Linked DNA regions of Sus scrofa: region 2 is linked to region 1. A link is a contact called in public promoter capture Hi-C data. All regions are on one chromosome and are shown on one strand. The core of a region is the stretch at or near the end of the contact, and the rest is flanking DNA. Distances in the headings are between cores, read along the strand shown.

What was found. Promoter capture Hi-C pulls out the DNA fragments that hold promoters and counts their contacts.
Region 2: a promoter capture Hi-C map of liver shows a contact between it and region 1, with 4 times the contacts expected there. The contact joins the promoter of IPO8 here to the promoter of FAM60A in region 1. A contact is called at or near these places in 1 of 5 promoter capture datasets (liver), 2 of 47 Hi-C or Micro-C datasets (both in liver) and 1 of 2 datasets of contacts at active chromatin or transcription factors (alveolar macrophages).

The regions. Positions count from the first base shown.
Region 1 is chr5:42,928,939-42,931,826 of Sscrofa11.1, forward strand. FAM60A (protein FAM60A) reads left to right here and starts at 1,507. Exons shown (of 6, transcript XM_021092101.1): 1 at 1,507-1,692.
Region 2 is chr5:43,098,374-43,101,261 of Sscrofa11.1, forward strand. IPO8 (importin-8) reads left to right here and starts at 1,376. Exons shown (of 25, transcript XM_003126400.5): 1 at 1,376-1,809. The coding sequence starts at 1,726.

The sequences.
Region 1 (2,888 bases), core at 257-2,756:
ATGGAGGTTTCCAGGCTAAGGGTCGAATCGGAGCTGTAGCCACCGGCCTACACCAGGGCCACAGCAACACTGGATCTGAGCTGCGTCTGCAACCTATACCACAGCTCATGGCAACTCGGGACCTTAACCCACTGAGCGAGGCCAGGGATCGAACCCGCAACCTTATGGTTCCTAGTGGGATTTGTTAACCACTGAGCCACAACGGGAACTCCTGTTTGTAGACTTTTTAATGATGGTCATTCTAGCCAGTGTAAGGTGGTATCTCAAAGTGGTTTTGATTTGCATCAGAAATATCTAAGTCCACATTGTTGACACTACAGTGAAAGCAGTGAAACTTGTCAGCAGATGATTAAGTTTTATGGTTAATGTCCACACTTTTGCATCTTGGGACCAATATCAAGTTTCTGGGAAAAACATCCTTCCTGTCTCCCCATGTCTGTCATTAAATCAGTGTCTCAGCCTGTTGGTGTTAGATGTGTTCTTGGAATAAAGGTGTACCACAATTATTTTTTTTCCATTTTTCACTTATTGGTCTGAGATTTACTTCAGTTCTTCAGTTTTTTTTTTTTTTTTTCTCTTCTGGGGCAAGAAGCATTTAGATTGTTGGTTTATTACATATTCCATAAGGGAAACTCTGCATTTCACCGGCAACTTTTTCAATTCCCAAGACCACCAGTTGGTGGTATTATTTCTGGGTGATTGGATCACCCTTTACTAGCAGCTGGAGGTGGGATGTGTGTCCCTAGATTACTGGCTTTCCACTATAAAAGAAAAGCGACACTATTCCCACGGAAATTAACAACTCTTCAACTGCAACAGGCTTGAAATCTTAAGGCCAAAGTGGAGAAAAAAACTGAATTATTATGGAGTGGGTTACTCTTTGAGGAGTGCAGACGGGAGCTGGTGAATGAACAGAATGTCAAAATGGGACTTTATTAAACGACTCATTAAAACTGCAAGAAAGACAAATCTCCGTTGGCCTCAGAGAATTTAAAAAAAAAAAGATTCAAAAACCCTTTTTCAAGCAAAACTTAGGAAACATGGGAGAAGTATTAATTCAATCTGGGCGCTTGGAAGACCACCTCCCCTGCCACTTCAGTTCAGACACTGGGCAGAGATGTGAAAATTTTGCAAAAACAGCCTTCAAAACTATTTTTCAACGCGAAACGGTGTGCGCGAAAAGCTTCCGAGTGTAAAGTACGACACGCAGCCCAGTGTTCTCCCTGGGTTGCTAACCTTTCCGCCTTTCCCCTCTCGCCACTCCCCCTTAGCCTGGGCCTCCAGCCAGGGGGCGTTTGTTTACGTGACGTCACCGTAGTAAGCAGTCCCCGCCCCCGTTTCCCTGTGGCCGCCGCGTTTCCCGCGCCGCGGCGCTTCTCCCCTTAAAAGGACAATAGAGGCCTCGGGAGCGCGCGCGGCCGCCGGGCCTTCTCCCCTCCCAGCCCTCGACGCGCGCGCGCCCGTATGCAAATAAGTTCGATTCAGGAGAATTTTGTACCAGGAGCTGCGCGTGCGCAGAAGGAAAGCGGAATCTACACCTTCCCCGCCAGCCGTGGCAACTGCAGAACTGCAGGAGACAATCTTTCTAGACAAGGCAGTTGAGGAGGAGGGAGCGATTGGAGCGTGGGTTGGCTTGGCGTGCACTCCCCACCTCTGAAACATTATTGCGCGTGGAACGGTTGCTTCTGGAAGGTGAGTGACTCTAACCATTACTGCGGTGCAAAACTGTCTCAGGAGGCTTTGATTTCGGAGTGGCTTTTTTTCTCTTTTCACCTCACCTCACCACCTCCCCCAGTCCTTCCACAGACACACACGCACACATTCATATACGCACACAGGAAGTTTTGTCTTGGAGATGGCATTGCTTGGAGCGCGGTTTTCGTGGTCCTCAGACCCCAGATTCTTTGTATCTGCATGTTTAGTGTGTCCTTTTTAATTGGGGAGGGTATTTGAGGCAAACCGAAAGTCTTGGGGTGGGGGAAGTGAGTGAAGCCTGGAAGAGTGAGGAGTCGCCGGAGTTGAGGGGTCCACATTGAAGGTGACAATGACTTTTCTCAGCCGCAGTGCTCGCTGGCGAAAAGGAGCCTGGTGGCTGAAAGGCCCGAGAGAAAACGAGTTGCTGGCGACTGCCGAGGGGCCCTGGGTCGGTGCACCCGCGTGGGCGCGCGCCCGGGAGTGGCCGGGCGCCGTTGTTGGACCTCGTGGTTGAGTTTCTTGCCCCCCCACCCCCGGCGCGTGTTTAGATGAGTGTGGACAATGAATGCCCCTCGCTCGAAAACTAAGTTGCGTCTACTTGTGAGCTGGCCGGCGGAGGAGGTTTAAATTGGCCTTTCGGCTTGGTGCCGGCATGGCCGGAGTGCATGCGGGTGGCGTTGTCCGCCCAACTCCGGAGGGATGCGGATGCGACAATGAGCAGCACGCGGCCGCTCGGAAGCGGCCCCGGCTCTGAAACGCTTCTCCCCAGGGCCGCGCCCAGGCAGCGCAGGCGTTCGGGGTGTCTGGAGCCTCAAGTTTGGTCCGCAATTTATTCACCTGTAGCGTGGTTTGGGCGCCGCGGCGCTCTCTAGGGCCACGGTGTACGGCTTAAGATGGCCAGTCGGAGTCAAGTTGACTTGGGGATGGAGGCAGCGGCGTTGTCTGCGCCGGAGGAGTGCGGGAACTCAGGAGGGCACTGCTTTTTGTGCCGAGCGTGACAGACCACGTGCTGGGGCTGCGACCCGGGTTTGCTCCCAGGTCCGGCTGAGCCTCTGGCTCGCGGTCAGCCGGGAGATGCGGGTGCTGTCGGGGCCGGCCGGCAGGACAATGTGACTTGCTGATGATGGCGTCTTGCCAGTTTCAAAAGCAGAGTGAAAGTCGCCAACTCTCGGCCGGTGCAGGGCGGGGAATCC
Region 2 (2,888 bases), core at 126-2,625, 170 kb after region 1:
GGAAACAAATAGGATTGTTGAGCCCGATAAAAGAACACAGTGTCAATTTGTAACAGTGTCAATTTGCACAGTGGGTCAAGGGTAGATATGAAAAGTTAAATTGGGAGTTGAACAGCAGAGAAGGATGTGTATGTGGTCAGGACTGGATAAGCTAGGAGGACTGAAAAGTGACTGGGTTGGAAAACAAGTATAGAATTATTGAGGGAGAGAAAAAATGGAAGAAAAGGGTCCTAAATTGAAAAGAGGATACTGGAGTTAAGGTTTCAGAGGTCAAGGAGTTTTAGATCCCTGAGGTCCAAGAGAGTGGGATAAGGAAATAGTGTGAGGATGAAAGGCACTATGTTTCATAATAACTTGAAGTGCTAAGGAGTTTGTATTTTACCTGGAAATTGATAGGATATCATCAAGTAAGGAACATGACAATATTGACTGTTAAGAAACATTACTCTGATGGAAATGTAGAGAACAGGCAAAACTGGAGAAGCCAGAGAACTAGGCACTTTTGCACCCAGCTGAAGGGTGTGGTCCCATTTACAGCTTCTGCAGAGAGGAGGGATTTCAGGCATCTAAGTTTTCCGCCACGTATTTTCTACTCTACATTGAACCCAGTTAACTGAACCAGTCCTTCCCGATTATCTGCTCCTGGAACGATCACACCCCTTTTAATTGCATTTTGCCCACAGTCATCTTTACAAATGTAATCTGAACTCTCTTTTTCTGGGTTAACCTCAGGAACAACTAGCTCTTTCATATTTTTATGCTATTGAAATTGTGGGGCCAGATATGTCCACAGTGGAAACAGTATAACCTTTCTTGCCTTTAACTGTTTTTCTGAAAAGATTTGAAAAAATTTCGGAAACTCTCAGGCATATCAGTTCCTCTGATCTCTGTATTTCCACAGTTACTTTGTTTAAGTATATTTTTTGTTTACCTTTGTGTCTTCTATCACACCCTAAGTTCCTTCATAGTAACCTGCATTGAATTCATTTTGTTATAATGTGGTACCTAAATATCTCAGTACGCGGGCTCAAAAATACATGTTTAAAAATGTTCAGTCAATGAGTGTGTGAATGAAAGAACTAATGATGGCTCCCACAGACCGAGGGAAGTCCGTCCTCCCGTGGGCTAGATGATCTCAAGGTCCCAAAAAGTCTGCTCTGGAAGAGGCTCCGTTGTAATGATGCCCAAACGGTTCTCGGACTAACAAAAAGTGCCGCTCCATCCATACATGCTTAATTTGGAAGCAGCTGTAAGAGACACCTAGCCAGCTCGTTTCCCTCTCTGGGAAGAGGCGGGAGGCTGTTTTCCGTATGGCAGCAAGGCGGCCTCCTGCCGGAGCTGGTGAGACGTTTTCCTCTGGGGAAGAAGCCGAGACCACTTTCCGTACAGGAGCATGGTGGCCGCCAGTAGGAGCAGCCATATAGCATCACGCCCGGGGGAAGAGGCCGCCGTAAAAGAGGCGCCGCTTCCTCTTCTTACTTCTCCCGCCTCCCACCGGCTGTCGTAAAAGGGTGAATGGAGAGCGAGTTGTGGGGGGTAGAAAGGGAGGACAGGGGGCGCGGAGTCAGAGTGGCGCAGCAAGTGGCTGCAGGTGGCGACGGTGGCGGAGGTTGGGGAGTGAGGTAGTGCAGGGGTCGCGGAGGAGGAGGCTGAGAGGGTCAAAAGAAAAACTAAAGCTGCTGTCTGGCCTACTGGTCCGGGGGCCGCGGAGCCCCCGCCCGGGAGATGGACCTCAACCGGATCATCCAGGCGCTGAAGGGCACCATCGACCCGAAGCTGCGGATTGCAGCTGAGAATGAACTCAACCAGGTGAGGAGCGGGCCTGCGGCGCCCCCCTGCCGCCGAGCTGGCTCTCGGGGCTCTCTCTTCTCCGCACCCCGGATCTCCACCAGCACCCGGGCCCCGACCCCGACGCGTCTCTCGGCCTGTCCCACCCCCGCCCCAGCCCCCGCTCCGGGGTCCGGTGGCGCCGCTCTCCTGGGATCTTTTCTCAGCGGCTCACGCACCTGTTGGCCACCTTTGCATCTTTCCTGTCGTTTTCCTTCCCTAGTGCAGTTTGTTGAGCCCGTTTGGTTCGCAAAAAGAAGCTTTAGCAAGCTTTGCTAGTGTTTTCAGGGTGTGATTTCTTTTCCTTAAGTTCGCTGACTTGGTGGGAAAATACACCTAAAATTCAAATCTGAGTTCGGTTTTTCTGCAGATCCAGCCCTTTTTAGGTGTTGCTCTGGCAAACCCTGCCCATTGCCTGCTTCTGCGGGGTTGGCAGGACCGTGTAGACACTGATTGGCAGTTTTGTTGGAGCGCTGGGAAATGCTGCCGGAAGAGTTTTTTCATGGTGGTACTGCTTTACAAAAGATACGCCGAGTAATATTTGTAGGAATTTTTTATAAATGGTAAAATGTGTAAGACTTTCTTTTATCTTCCATCCTCTATCTTTATGAACTAGCCTTAGTTCGAGTGATAGCACCGACATTTCCATACTAGCTTATATTTTCCTCCTCACCTGTAGGAATAAATCACAGCCTTCTCACTAAAAAGTACGAATTAAGGTCTGTTAATGGATAGAGTGACAGCTGTTTGAGGTTGCAGTAATCCTTAAAATGTAAAGAAATATACCTAAATTAGTGGTTCTCAAAGTGTTGCCCAGGATAAGTAGCATCAGTGTCATTTGGGAACTTGTTGGAAGTGCAAATTATGGGGCTTCACTCTAGACTTTAAAGAAACTCTGGGAGTGGGGTCTAATGATTGGTGTTTTAATTAGCTAACTAGGTGATTCTGTGTTTCCTAAAGTGTAACAACGACTTTCCCAAGTAAATGTTCTGTGGGAGTTAAGTTTTCCCTGGTTAAACTGTGAACCTTTGAAAGGGGTTATTTTAATGGGAAATCCAGTG